3 separate regions of the Mus musculus genome follow, and regions 2 and 3 are each linked to region 1. A link is a contact called in public promoter capture Hi-C data. All regions are on one chromosome and are shown on one strand. The core of a region is the stretch at or near the end of the contact, and the rest is flanking DNA. Distances in the headings are between cores, read along the strand shown. Region 1 holds the start of Prss27 (protease, serine 27). Region 2 holds the start of Paqr4 (progestin and adipoQ receptor family member IV). Region 3 overlaps Abca3 (ATP-binding cassette, sub-family A (ABC1), member 3).

Region 1 (4,688 bases), core at 166-2,665:
GACCCACATACTCACTTCTGCTGCTCACCTAATGTCAAGGCAGAGTTGTATGCAAAAAGTACTTGCTGTTAGAAGAGAGAGGAGTGAGAGGAAAAGATAGGAAAGGCTCCACAAGGAAGCCCTTAGCTTCTAAGGGTCAGAAAGTGCCTCAAAGGTAGGGCTAATGGATCACTGGATGTCTGTCTGATGTGTGGCCATCCGATTGCTTTGAAACACTAGTTTTTATAAAAAGAAGACTTTTTTCCTCAAATAGAAGTGTCTCCCTGCCATGCCCACACTGCAGGGGGAGCCCTTGCTTCTGTGTCTTCTGCAAAGCAGACAGGGACCACACAGGAGTGGCGACGGTCACCAGGGAGTTACACTCTGCACAGCAACCCAGGGAGACCAAGGTCCCTTGCACTTCGTGTGACCCTGAGCTACCCTGTTGGGCAATTGACCTCCCCTGGCTCACACCAACAGAGTGAGACGCTGCACCCTCTGCTCCTGCGGGAAAACTGAGGCAGGGCCAGGCCCACTGTCCAGCACTGCTCCCTGGCTTGGTAGGATCGGATGTGAGACGTTCAGGATATGGTCCTGCATCCTGACTCCTCGACTAGTAGGGAGTGGTCTTCAGAACTTCTGTCCAGCTCTGTCTGATGTCAGTCTCCGTGCCCCAAACAACTTCCTCCCAGGGACACTTCCGCTGTGGCTTCAAGTCTGGGAGCCTGACAGGCGGGCACACCCAGGGCAGGAACCGGACCTTACCGGTCACTACTAAGGCGCCTTCCCAGAACAGCTCTTGCCGCGCCTAGAAGGTGCAGTTCCAGACTGGCAGGGGCGGGGCAAAGGTTCCTATTCCCTGAGCCAATCTGCAGGTGTGTGTGTGTGTGTGTGTGTGTGTGTATGGTCCAAGAGCATCATCAGGGGCCGCAGGAGCCTGCCAAAGTCCCTCTTTCTTGGTTGCACAAGCACCTTGACCTTAGTTCTTCAAAGTCTACGCTCCCATCAGGGTATAAATCAACCTTGAATTGCAGGTGTCAGATAAAAAGTAGGTGCTCAACAAGTATTTGATGACTGACTGAATGAATGAATAAATGAATGAACGAATGAATGAACAAATGAATGAATGAATGAATGAATGAATGAATGAATGAATGACATAGAAGGTCTCTTGGATGGAGTAGACTCTGCCAAGTTATGTAGGACCTATGGTCAATTGAGGAAGGTAGTGAGTCCTCTGTGGTCAGCTGAATCCTGAAGTTACAAAGGAAGGGGTCTGGCCCCTGGAGTTCAGGGCCGGGTCATAGAGTTGGTGTTCTGGGTACCTCCTTCCTGCCAAAGAGGAGCTGGGCAGGCAGGGTTGACAGGTTGGGCGGCATAGCCGAGCTGACACTCATCTCCAGCATAAAACCTCACTTCATGGAGCCTGAACCTCTGTAGTACTAAGGAGAGCTTCTGCCACCTCTGACCAGGACTCAAACGTCCACCAAGCCAGAGAACATGAGGCAGCCCCACATCGCTGCCCTGCTGCTGCTGCCGCTGCTGCTCAGATCTGGTGAGTTGCAGTGGGGGCGGGGGCGTCCTGCTGCCATCTCTCTCTGTAAGGGCCCCTCTGTTCTGCTCTGACTTCCACCGGAGCCCCCCCCCCCAGTCCCTGGGCCTGCCTGAGCCTAAAAGGAATCTTCTCTTCTCAGTGATGGGGTTCCCAGAGAATATACTCAGTTCCCAGATATTCCACCTCAGAGACCTGACTGGGGGAGGGGTGCTGTGGGAAGGTCTGGCAGAATATGTGGTCAAGGCCTTGAGAGGACCCCAAGGCAGGAGCTTGGCTAAAGCCACACCCCCATCAGGCTCTCACTGTGTGTCATGCTCTGAGCTAGAGGCCTCTCTTCCCATTCCACAGATGATAGAGCCTCTACACCTGTAAGATTAGAACCCAGGCCTGCAGACCTCCAAGTCCCTGGGCTTATGTGAATTGTGTTTGCTCTCTGAGCCTAAGAACTTTCAGAATCTGCCTGAGGCTCAGCAGAAAGCTGGGGACAAGAGCTGCAGGCTGCAGAGGGTCCCAGCTCCTGCCTTCAGAGGGAGAAGCAGCCCCTGTCCATTTTGCACAGGGGTCAGCAAGTTCTAGCCAGGTGCTCTGCCTACCATGTTTCCTGTGGGATGGGCTCCTCTCTACCAGGGAAACTCTCCCACATTCCTGGGCCAGATGGGCTAGCTCAGCAGCCAGCATGCTTCCGTGTCCTCACCTCACCTCCCTGGGCCAGGCCAAGTTACCCCAGGCCGTGTCTCAGTCAGGGCTGGGGTTAGGAAGACATCAGTGGGTATCTCTGTGGGGATGCCCCCCACCTCCCCCAAAGTCAAGGAATGTTCTTGTCCATGACCTTTAGCAGCAAGAAAGCCCATTTCCTTTGGGTGTGACACTGCTGGCTCCTGTGGGTGGATCAATCGAGGTCACTACCAAAGCAGAAACGGCAGTCTGCCCTTGGCTCACAAACTGCTGGAACCTGAGGCTGGACCCCTGGTGACATGCTCACTTCAGCCCAGGGTGACCAGCACCCCAGGAGTCCTCTGGCTGGTCTCACCTTTTCTCAGACCTTAGCTATTCCCACCAGGGATCCAGGATGGACATAGACTGCCCTTAGGACATGGAGAGACTGAAGGACCAAGCTGCAGCAGAGACAATGAGTGACAGAAGACTGGATGGAGGGAGAATGCACAGAAGGATCTTGCAAGTTCCAGGAGGGAGGAGGGGGAGGAGGGGGGAGAAGGAGGAGGAGGAGGAGGAGGAGGAAGAGGAGAAGGAGGAGGAGGAGGTGGCTTGCAGAAGGAGGATCTGTGCCCTTGGCAATGTTGCAAGCTGGTTCTTGGGGCCTGGAGATCAGTTCCAGTTGAGTTCTAACAAGATGGGGACTGTCTTTGGTCATATTTTCATTTTACTTTATATTATTTTGAGATTTTATTTTTACTTTATATTATTTTAAGATTTTATTTTTATTTAATTTATCTCTCTGTTTCTGTATTTCTTTGTCTCTCTGTCTGTCTGTCTGTCTGTCTGTCTGTCTGTCTGTCTCTCTCTCTCTCTCTCTCTTGTGTGTGTGTGTGTGTCTGTGCCTATGTGCTTGTGTGTTTAAGTGAAGGTAGTTTACCTGTGAGACCAGAAGGGGTTGCTGGACCCCTGGGTGCTGGGAACTGAACTAGGAATCTCTCTTAACCAACAAGCCATCTCTCCCGCGCTTTATTTATTTATGTTTATTTTTTACTTGTATGAATGCTTTATCTGCACGTATGCATGCATGCTATGTACATGCAGTGCCTATGGAGGCCATTAGAGGGCATCAGATCTGCGGGAACTGGAGTTACAGATGACCGTGAGTCACAACATGGGTGCTAGGACCTGAACTCAGGTCCCCTGCCAGGGCTCTCAACCATTAAGTCACTTCATTTATCCTGAGACAGGGTCTTACAACATTGCTTCGACTGGCCAAGCACTCATTGTGTAGCTCAGTCTGGCCTTAAACTCTAGGCAATCCCCCTGCCTCAGCTTCTTGAGTGGAGAGCACTGGGTAACAGCTATGACCCACTATATACTATGCTTTGCATTGTAAAGGGCACCTTATGAACATGTGCTCACAAACCACACAAGCCAGGAGTCCAGAGCACAATCCCTACTTCCCAAGAGCATCACATGTGACCCTATCTGCTTGATAACCTGCTTTGAGAAACATCTGCTCCTGCCCTCAGCAGTAGCTACCTCTTGTTCCTCTATGTTCTGGTTTCCTTGGGTTTCTGGCACTGTGATAAAATATCATGACAAAAAAGTAACCTGGGGGATAAAGGGCTTTGTTTTAGCTCGCTATTCCAGGTGGCAATCCATCATTTCAGGGCAACAGGAACCTGAAACAGCTGGTCACATCCAGAGTCAAGAGGAAATGAATATATGTATATTCACTTGCTTATGTTTAGCTCCGTTCAGAACCAACCCACCCCCTATGACTAGGGAATGGTGCCATCCACAGTGGGTTGGGTCTTCCTACATCAATTTACTTAAGATAACCGTCCACCACCCCATAGGTGTACCCACAAGCCGACCCAATGTAGATGATCCTCTATTGAGACTGTTCCTAGGTGACTCTAGCTTACAGCATGGTGACCACCACAGCCTGTCCACAACTGAACTCTACCCCATCATTAAGCCCACAGTCTGGATTTTGGCTCCCTGTAGCATTGCAAATGGCATGACTGGGAGCTAGCTCCACAGGAGGAGGAATCCTGTGACATCCTTAAGGGCTCTGGGCACCACAGGCCATGTATGGCTCAGCATGGCCATTTACTGTCCCTTTGACCCTCAGTATCCCAGAACGATTTTCTCTTTACCCCTCCCTCTGGGCTCAAGTAGTGGGGCTTAGAGAAAATCTGGCCAAGCAGGAGGAGAGACCTGACCATGCTGAAACCCCATCCAGTTCCCACAGACCTGCCCAAGGGATCAGTAACTGGGAGGGTACAGCTAAAGGTCTGGGGGTGCCTGGGCTTCAATCTAAGTCTGGAATGGAGTTTATGGAGGTCAGGTGAAGAGTGATGAACACTAGGAAATGGACCCCATGCCAGGTGCCCTTAGAGCTGCCCTATCCTCTTCTCTACATATGTCCTCACCTTGATGGTAGTCCAGTGGAGACAGTCCATGTAGCCACAGTTGGCAAGAGGGCTCA
Region 2 (4,860 bases), core at 825-3,324, 300 kb before region 1:
ACCAGGCAAGCCACACAGTGTGTACCTCCTAGCCAGCCATCCTTGCCCAGCTGACTCCAGGGCATGGTCATTGGCACCAACACCAGGAAGCCCAGCAGGGCTAGCCCTAGAAGGGAGGGAGAGTTATATATCAGACACAATCAGCATAAAAGGAGAATCATATCCACAAAGGTACCAACTGGAGCCAGGAAAATAGCTTAGTCGGTAAAAGCTGTTAAGCCTGACAACCTTAACTTGATCCTGAACTCCACATGGTAGGAGAGAACCAATTCTCACAAATTGTCTTCTAACCTCCACATTCCTGGGCAGAAGTACACCTGCCCACCCACTCATACACTATGAGTATGTTTAAAAATAAAAAAACTAAAGTGGCCTGACTATGAAAAACAAACGAAAGTCAGAGCAAGGCAGAGTTCAGTGCTGCTGCCTGCCCACACAGAGCAGGTCTTGCGGGCTACAAACTTTCAGAAGGGTTACTGTCTGTCAGGATCACTGCAGATCTAGGAAGCAGAGACAATAAGCCCTACTTTGCAGGTGCAAAAACTAGCTTGGAGTAATCTGTCCCAGCTGAGCCCAGCGAGTAGGCAAAGGAGAGAGGATGATGAACCAGGGCAGACCAATTCCTGGCTAAAGCCACAGTTCCTCCCTGCCACACAGGAGGCCAGACCAGGTCTGTCTTGTCTGTCTGTCTGTCCGTCCTGCAGAAATCTGGAGAAGCATGACCTCAGCCTGAGTTCTGATTAGGACAGGAGGGACATACCAGCCTCAGGGTTACTTAACATTGTCAAATGTCCAGGCAGATGGAGGCTTTGGGTCTTTTTGTTTTCCATAAAGAAAGCCAGGAAAGGCCAGAATGAGGGGAAAGGACTGGAAGAAGCCTATCCTGTCTCCACTGGGGCGCTTTCAGCTCTGTTCTTTCCAGTGCTGGCCTTTCTTGGACATTCCTCCCTTCCCCACAACCAGTTGGCATTGCCTTAATAGAGGACAAATGCAGGCATCAGCCCCACTCTTGGTGGGGGTCTGACTAGACAATAGCGCTCTTCCTCTAGAGAAAAGCCCAAGTCTAAACCTAGCTGGCTCTAGTTCCCTCTCCCAGCTGGGGCGGCTCAAGGACAGGCCAGGGCTGTGTCAGCAGAGCTCTAGGGGCCCGCAAGAAGTGTGTTGGGGGGCGGGGTGGGGGAAAGCGGAGCCCCACGGTACTGCTATGGTCGTGGGGACTCAAGGCTATCGCGAGGAAGGGCTTGGGTCAGGCAGGGGCAGTCTTCTCTCCAATTCCTCCTAGCCAGTGAACGCCCATCTCCAGGATGAGCGCTGGAGGGGGAGGGTGCCCAAGGCGCAGGATTATCAAGGGGATACCAGGATTCTTACCCCTAGAGCTCAGCCGGATTAAGCTGGCTCTCACTCTGCTCCCCTGTCCTGCTTTGGGGCACTACTGGGAAAGCAGGAGCTGGCAACGAAGCTTGGGACAATGGCAGCTTTGTCACCGCGGCGCCTGACCCAACCAGAGCAGGGACAGTCCAGGACTTGAGCTTGGGGGGCTGCTGTGCTCACAGGCAAGGCGGCCGCGAGTGCAAGAAGCGTGAATCGGGGCGCGGCTCACCTACCGTGTGTGTAGATGTTGCCCAGCTCGTTGTGTAGGTAGAAAAGGCTGCGCAGACAGCCCGAGCCGCTGCTGGCCGGCCGGTAGCCGGTTAATACGAACTTATTGAACTGCAGGTGCGGCGGCGAGCTAGCCCAGTCCAGGAGACGAGGCCCGGTCAGGAATGCCATGGCCTCACGCACTGCGGCCGACCGGCGACCCTCTGCGCCTGGGCTTCCTTCTCAGTGGAGCTGCAGCGCTGGGAAGCTCATCCCGATTCACCTCCGGCTATCCGGTGGCCCTGCCCGGGTCAGCAAGGAGGTCCCGGCCCCCTTCCCTCACGCGCTGCGCACGCGCGAGTTCGACGCCCCCGCAAGGGAGAGAAAGCTGGCAACCCCAGGTCGGAGCTCAGTGCATTCAGCTCCACCGTAGCAGAGCGGCGGAGGGAGAGCTCCGGTTGGCCGCAACGGCAGCCAGGCGTCTCGCCGCAGCCCGGAGGACGGGCGCGGCCGGACGCCGGAGGGGACAGCAGGCTCCACCCCGGCTCCTCGCCCCCGCCACCCTGCCTGTGTTTCGCGCGCTGGATTCCTGACGTTCTTGTTGCAGGGACCAATGGGCTCTGCGGACGGAGATGCTCCGCCCCGAGACCGCCCATGCCTTCTCTTTTTAACATATGCGGTTCCAGCCTTCTTTGCGTGGAGTGGCTGTTGGCTTGCGACGCGAGTTTCTGTGTCGGGCTCCTCCACTGGAGTGGCCTAGCACCTTGGGTCTACCAACATTATCACACCCCAGCTTTCTTAATGACCTTCAGGTTGCCGCACCTTTGGGCACCTACCTCAAGCACATAACCCGGCTACCCAGCTCTAAACCCACAGTCAGACTCTGTCCAAGGTGCTGCTGGCTAAGCGCCCCACCACCACCCCCCACACCCCCCAGAAGAGTCCTGAGCAGCGCAGGCGCTTACCCACTTTGGAGGCATATTTCCATTGGCGGGGAACCCAAGCGTCTAAGATGTGTGGTGCACCTGGAACCCTTAGCGAGGCCCAGCCCTTCCGGCCAGGCTGCTTCGAGCTTGGGTTCCACCCAATTCACTCCCTTTTATCGCCCACAAAGCACACCCTTAGCCCTGCCCAGTACAGGCAAGGAACGGGCAAAGGCAGGAGACCAGGGAAGCAAGGTCGGTTCTCTTCTACTCTGGCAGGGACAAGGAAGGCGCTTCTTCCTCATAAAACTACCCAAGACCAACTTCCACATCCTCTCATAAGAAAGCTCACAGTGTGGACACCCAGCATCCCACCTGCAGCCCCCCTGCCCACACCCTTATCGACAGGTTCTTCCTCGCGCAAAGAACTTGCTAAAGCCTCTACCAAAATAGGCCTTTTATTTTAAGTCTATACTGAGTCTTTAGATCACTTTTGTTTTGTTTTTGTTTTTGTTTTGTTTTGTTTTTTGAGACAGGGTTTCTCTGTATAGCCTTGGCTGTCCTGGAACTCACTTTGTAGACCAGGCTGGCCAGAAATCCTCCTGCCTCTGCCTCCCGAGTGCTGGGACTAAAGGCATGCGCCACCACGCCCGGCTTTAGATCACTTTTGTTGGCCCCTAACCTTTCATCGAGGGCAGCAGTCCAGGACCATCCCCAAAAGAGGCGCAAAGAACCCTGAAACCAAACACCACCCATCACATCAAGGTCCATGAATTAGGGTGTTGGATTCCCTTTGTCCTTTGGCTTCAGTCATCTGGACCCCAAGGGTCAGGCCAAGTTCCCAAATAGCACTGGATGCTTCCTGTCCGATCTTCTGGTCTTCCCGAGATGATCAGAGACCGAGCTGCTTTTAAAGGGGCACAAGGTCGAGGTAGGGTGCTGCATAATATCTCGGGTGTCCATCTCGCTGGCAGAAGTGGTGATGGACTCACGTACGTCTGGGGTCAGAGAGCAGAGACGAGCGAGCGCAAGGAGCTCTGGCTGGAGGCACTCAGGGGACGGTAGCCCGCAGCAGGACCCTCAGCCTGAGAGTCCCCTGGGGGACAGGGCAGGGCCACCCCTCGGGGCCGGCGGTACCACACAGCCCAGCTTCTCCCGGGGCCCCGGGAAGGTCCCATGGCCAGAGACCCTTTTCCTGGAGCCAGCAGACAGCTCCTAGGGAGGGAGCAGACGTCAGCTGGACCCATACCCAGCCCTGCCTCTAACATCCTGCTCTGCCTGCAAACCAATTCTCCCACGGCCTCGCCCACTCAAGAACCCAGGGCCTTCCTAGCTTCGTCCCCCAGCCCAGGCTTCCCACCGGAGACCCCACACCCGAGGCACGAGGCATCAGGCGCCCAGTGCGGGCTCTGCCCTCAGGCCCTGCCCCAGCGCCCGCACCGTCGACGCAGCAAACGCAGTAGGGACAGGAGCAACAGCAGCAGCACAGAGAAGGCCGTCACGGTGGAGAAGACTCGGGCTGTGGGCACAGGGGTGTGATGAGGACAGGCCTCCGAAAAGCCACTCCTTGTTTAACTCCCACCTTGTAAATCAGCCTCACCACCTATCGAAGCCTGTGCAGCTCCGGGCTTGGGGCTGCAGCTCGCGTTAGCCCCATCGGGGTCCCCTGCGAGACTCTCAGTTGAATCCTCTGGAGATGCTCTGCCCTCCACTGTATCCTGCAGCCCTGCGGAGAGAGGTGTGAGGCGAGGTGGCCAGGAGTGCGGTTGTGTGGGCGGCGTCAGAAGGACTGGCCCCTGGCTCACCGCGGTAGGTGAGCGCGAAGCCTTGAGCATGGCCTCTTGCGTCGCTGCGGAAGGTGAGCAGCAGCGCAGCAGTGCGCAGGCGCAGCGGTCCCGGAGGCGGCGGATGGGCGCCGTCGAAGGCACGGAGTAGGTTGCCGGACGAGACGTCGCGTAGCTCCAGCCGGTCTCGAGAATCAGCCAACTCGAAGAGGCGGAAGGTGAGTTCTAGCACAGCGCCCAGTTGGCCCAATACCCAGCTGCAGTTCCGGTCTGGTCCATACTCATCCGGAAAATCCGGGGAGTAGATGACTCCTTGAGGAGCCGACCAGTTTCCCTGGCAGGAGCCCACAGACACTGCGGGCAGAGCAGGCGGTCAAGAAACAAGAGGCCAGCTTGGCTTTCTTTCCAGCGCAGGTGGAAAGAGTCCCCTTTTCGAGCTAGGTCTCATTCCCACCCCAGTACTGGCACCGCTCAGTTTCTTTAAATAGGCCCCTCCTTCGAACCAATTCCTAATTAAGTGCTGGCTTCACCATCAGGTTCAGCCTCAAGTCCTTTACAGATCCTGCCTTCATTCT
Region 3 (4,582 bases), core at 1,491-3,990, 320 kb after region 1:
TTTTTTAAAGATTTGTTTTTATTTTCCTTGTATGAATGTTTGTCTATGTGTATACATGTGCATCATGTGTACCCGTGGTAGCCAGAACCTGCATCAGCCCACCTAGAACCAGAGTTACAGAACACTGTGAGCTGCCACATGGATGCTGGGAACCTAACCTGGTCCTTTGCAAAAGTAGTCAGTGCTCCTGGCTGCAGAATCAGCTCTCTGGCCCCTATTTTTTTTAAAGGCTATTTCACATATTACTTTCACACAGTTATTTGTTATTTTAAATTTTTTAGAGGTCTCAGGGTTTGGACATTTGATGAAAGAAAGCCACACGCCCTCCTTTTTAAATTGGCCAGTAAGTTCCGAGCTAGCTTGTGAACCCTGTGTCACCACTTCCCAGATACCTATGAAGTTTGTAAAGCTTTGGTCAGTCTCTTGTGACACATTTTATTACTTTTGTTTCTGCAGTGTGTATATGTGCCTGGGTGGGGAAATCGAAGGACAATGTCTGAGAGTCAGTTCTGTCCATCTAGCACAGGTTCCTGGGGTTTGAGCGGGTCCCCCAGGGTTGGCAGCAAGCACCTTTAAATTCCCTGCTGTCTTACCTGCTCTGTCTCTTTTTAAAAACCACATCCATGATACTTTTTTAAACGGTATCTTGAATATGGAAATGTTACACCTGGGATGCTTAAGTAAACTCCCAAGAACTGCCTGGCCACCACCCGTGCTGCAGGCCCTTCCTTAGGATGCCACGGCCATTGCCTCATGACCGGGAAAACCAGAGTGCATCCATGTATTAAATACAGCTTTTTTTCTTATTTTTAGAGAATACAAGAAAATTGCTCACTATCCCTCCACTGTGATGTACTGTCTTGTTCATTCTGCTTGGAAACAACTGGTAAGGTTCACAGATGAGGGCCAGACCCTAAAAATGTACCTTTTAGCCTCCCTTTTATTTGATTATATGTGCATCTGCACATATACTCATCTTGATTGATATATTTCATCTGCAGAGTCCATTGCATTTGACATTTTCCAATGTTTAAATCACCTCAGAAAAAAAAAAATCATGAACAAAGTCAGAAGTAGCAGCAAGCCACATATGCTTCAGAGGCTCGAATTGTACCCTGTAACTCTTTCCTGGGGCCTTATATCTGCTCGGCACAATGGGACATGATTTAATGCTACACTTCAAAGGTAGAGGCATATGGATCTAGCCTGGATCTGGAGGCTATTCTGGTGTATATAGCAAGTTCTAGGACAGCCAAGTTACATACTAGGCAGACCCTGTAATCAGCAGCAGTAGCAGCAGCGGCCTCCTCAGTCTGCTTTCATCTCTGTCTCATTGTTTGCTACTGTCAGGTACAAGTCCATGTTCAGGGTAACGGAGTGTTTCTCACAAATGTCCCTTCATTTTTCCATGATCCTCCTGTGACCCCTCAGTGATAAAGCAATTTGAGCACCATGGTCAGCCAGCCCTCTGTCTGTCTTACTTTCTGTCCTGTATACATACAGCTAATTCCTGTCTACTCCAGGATTTTATGTGGAAGCATTAGGCCATGTGGCCTTGTTGGAGGAAGTGTGTCACTGGGGGTGGGCTTTGATGGTTAAGGAGCTCAAGCCAGGCCCAGTGGCTTACTCTCTCTTCTGCTGCCTGTTGATCCAGATGTAGGACTCTTGGCTCCTTCTCCAGCACCATGTCTGCCTGTATGTCACCATGCTTCCTCCATGATGATAATGGACTAAACTTAGGCCTGTAAGCTGGCCGCAGTTAAATGCTTTCCTTTGTAAGAGTTACTATGGCCATGGTGTCTCTTCAAAGCAATGGAAACCTTGACGAAACTGTCTTGACCTAATATCCAACAATTATAAGAGAGACAAGTATTTACAGACTGTAAACTCCTTGGATTGAGAGCATTATTGCATCCATTGGTAAATCCTTACTTAGTGTGTTGTACCCATCACAGCATACATTTGGCAAATGTTCATTGAACGAATAATGCTTTGGTTTTGTATTCTAAAAAGCCACAGATTCTGTCAGCAAATATTAACTAAGTACATTCAGTGCACATTCGGTGCGTGCACACAGACCTTTGGTCCTGGCTGGCTGCTGGGAATTCTCCAGACTGATAATCAGATGTTTTCCTAAGAGCATCTTAAGTAGGGCAAAGTAGTTCCTCGTGCTGAAGGAAGGGCACCGAGAGTGGCCACCTCTGTCATACACCAATGTGAAGCACCGTGGCTGTCAGTCTCTTTGCACAACCTCACGGCCTACTCATGGCCTTATTATTCCGTCTTTTCATGGCTGTGACTTTGTGAAGGGAAGTGCACCAGTGCTGGGCACAAACCCAGGGCCTGGCACCGGCTCCCTGTCACTGTTTTTTTAGGCCCCTCAGTACCCTCAACACCAAGCTTACAAACATTTATGTGGCACCAAGAAATCAGATGACAGAGCTCAGGGAAGCTGCCATGGTGGGTAAGTGGTAGAGTTCTTGCCTGGTGTGCATGGGGCCCTGGTTTTAATCCAGGCACTGACTGGGGTTCTTCCAGCTCACTGCGAGCAGATGCACCACAGGGCTCATGGGCTGGCACAACCCTAGTCCCCAAGCTAAGAGCGACCGTGAGAAAGACCATCTTGACAGGACTCCTACAACCTGCCAACAGAGTTTTCAGAAATCAGCCCTTGCTTTATACCCATTTGATTGCCCACTTCGAATACAAGCATTGAAATACTCATTGCCTTGTGCAATATTTGATATTTTAACCAAGAACAAACAAGGCTTTGGAGCAGGGCGGTGGGGGTGGGGGGACTGCCTTCTCTTTCTGAATGTTTCCTCAGGAGCTAGCTGAGCCCTCTTCAGTTGGACATTCTCAGAGGATTCTTGTAGGGGGTGGGGAGCTAAAGTGACCCAGTGAGTCTTGCTGCTTGCCTTAGAGTCTCTGGCTCTTGTCCTCTCCCTGAGGCCAGCCTCAGATCTCAGCCACTGCCACTTCTGAGGACTCTCTGTTAAGGAGCTTTAACTTCCTTCCCTTGCATACATTGACTTTCGTAACCAGGAAGTGTTCCAGATTTTGTAATTCTAGGATCTCTTTTAGATGCCTTTGCTCAAACAGAACATGCACAAGTGCAAATATGCCTTCACTGAGACTTCAGATAAGGCTTAACGAGGACAAAGCAGTAAGCAGGGTGTTGGGGGGAAATGGGAGCAAATTAAAGCAGTGAAGAGGAGGTGGGACTGACTCTAGGGTCACATTCCAGAAGCGATACAGAAAACCGCTAGGAGGATGTTCACTGAGTCTAGAATATGGAAGATACATATTTTCTACTTTATCTATAAATGTATAATGTATCTATAATATATGTCCTATATATAAAAGATAGAGGCTTAGACAGGCTGAGGTTCAAGCATTGACACTGCTTGCTTTGCAGTTTGCTCTTGGTCAGTACTTTCCTTTGTTCTCCATCTGTCAAGGATGATAATACTCGGAGCCAGAGCCAGATTAGTAGCCATGAGCATACAATGCCAGGCACCACTGTCTCTATGCACCCTGTAGCTCTGCACCTCTCCGGTGTCAGAGCTGTTCTCTTTTAGTGGGATTCTTTACTGAGTGTCGCTGGGGGCCTTGAACCAGGCTCTTGTGAATGTTAGGCATGTGCCCTACTGCTGATCTACACTCCCTGGTCCCTAAGAAACAAAGTCGGAACTCATGTGGCTCTCTTGGTTTCTAACTTGGAAAGAGGTGTTTAATGGTTATTTTTCAAATTATGCTGAAGCACCCTTCATCTACCAAAGGTGCCAGCACATCATGCCCGTGAGCCCCAGGTCCCTCCAGATGTCCCTGGAGATCTCAGCGTTCCTGCTCCCTAGGGCTGTTGCTTCTGTCCAGGGGACCACTGGCTCCACCCCAGGGTCATCTGTGTAGAACTGCTGACGCCAGGCGACTTCACCCGTAGCCTTGCAGTGACACCTTCAGCCAACCTTTCCTGGAACTAAGGTCAGTTTCTGGTGCTGCCTCTGCAGTCTGCCTAGTGGGCGGTGAACTGGATGTCTTTTGCCGCTCTGGGCTTGAAAGGAATGGGAATAAGCAAGAGAGTGTTTATAATCTGGGACGATAACCAAAAAAGGGAACTGTCTGTGTCTTTAACCAGGATATTTTTATTTCCTTTTTGAGACAGGGTTTCGTGTAGCTCAGGTTGGCCTTGAACTGTGTGGTGGAGGAGGACGACCTTGAACTCTCCTTCATCCTGCCTGCTAGGTGCTAAGATTACAGGCATTTGCCACCATGCCCGGTGTATACAGTATATTCAATTGAGCCCAGAGTGTCCTGCTTCCCACTCTGCCAACTGAGCTATACCTGACCCCGAAAGCCTTTTGAACTGTGACCTTTTTTTATCCCTTTCTGGTGGAGGGAGAAAGTTCATCTCAGTCAAATGAGCCACTGGCGGCCTGGGTTGGCATAAACTGGAGCCTCCTGATCCCTTGTAGCTGAGATGTTTATGGAAACCTTTCTTTCATAAACACACATCTGCGATAATGATAATGGCTTAGTGGGTAAAGGCACTGCAGGTGACCTGATGACCTGAGTCTGACCT

What was found. Promoter capture Hi-C pulls out the DNA fragments that hold promoters and counts their contacts.
Region 2: a promoter capture Hi-C map of embryonic stem cells shows a contact between it and region 1. The contact joins the promoter of Paqr4 here to the promoter of Prss27 in region 1. A contact is called at or near these places in 4 of 39 promoter capture datasets (cranial neural crest, embryonic stem cells, liver and 1 more), 2 of 115 datasets of contacts at active chromatin or transcription factors (embryonic stem cells and pancreatic cancer cells) and 1 of 9 other capture datasets (adipose tissue).
Region 3: a promoter capture Hi-C map of embryonic stem cells shows a contact between it and region 1, with 3 times the contacts expected there. The contact joins the enhancer-like site here to the promoter of Prss27 in region 1. A contact is called at or near these places in 4 of 39 promoter capture datasets (the C10 cell line, cranial neural crest, embryonic stem cells and 1 more), 2 of 484 Hi-C or Micro-C datasets (both in embryonic stem cells) and 1 of 115 datasets of contacts at active chromatin or transcription factors (pancreatic cancer cells).

What each region holds. Positions count from the first base shown.
Region 1 is chr17:24,036,828-24,041,515 of GRCm38.p6, forward strand. Prss27 (protease, serine 27) reads left to right here and starts at 1,416. Exons shown (of 6, transcript NM_175440.4): 1 at 1,416-1,534. The coding sequence starts at 1,480.
Region 2 is chr17:23,738,256-23,743,115 of GRCm38.p6, forward strand. Paqr4 (progestin and adipoQ receptor family member IV) reads right to left here and starts at 2,075. Exons shown (of 3, transcript NM_023824.3): 1 at 1,605-2,075; 2 at 1-106. The coding sequence starts at 1,770. Kremen2 (kringle containing transmembrane protein 2) reads right to left here. Exons shown (of 10, transcript NM_028416.2): 7 at 4,307-4,639; 8 at 4,102-4,227; 9 at 3,942-4,020; 10 at 2,944-3,716. The coding sequence ends at 3,506.
Region 3 is chr17:24,357,106-24,361,687 of GRCm38.p6, forward strand. It overlaps Abca3 (ATP-binding cassette, sub-family A (ABC1), member 3), which reads left to right. Exons shown (of 33, transcript NM_013855.3): 2 at 814-886; 3 at 3,783-3,984. Among named protein-coding and RNA genes, the nearest start is that of Gm25618, 3.1 kb to the right of the region's middle. Within about 2 kb of position 2,741, at least 13 of the 459 cell types and tissues checked have an H3K27ac peak or open chromatin away from gene starts, as enhancers often do.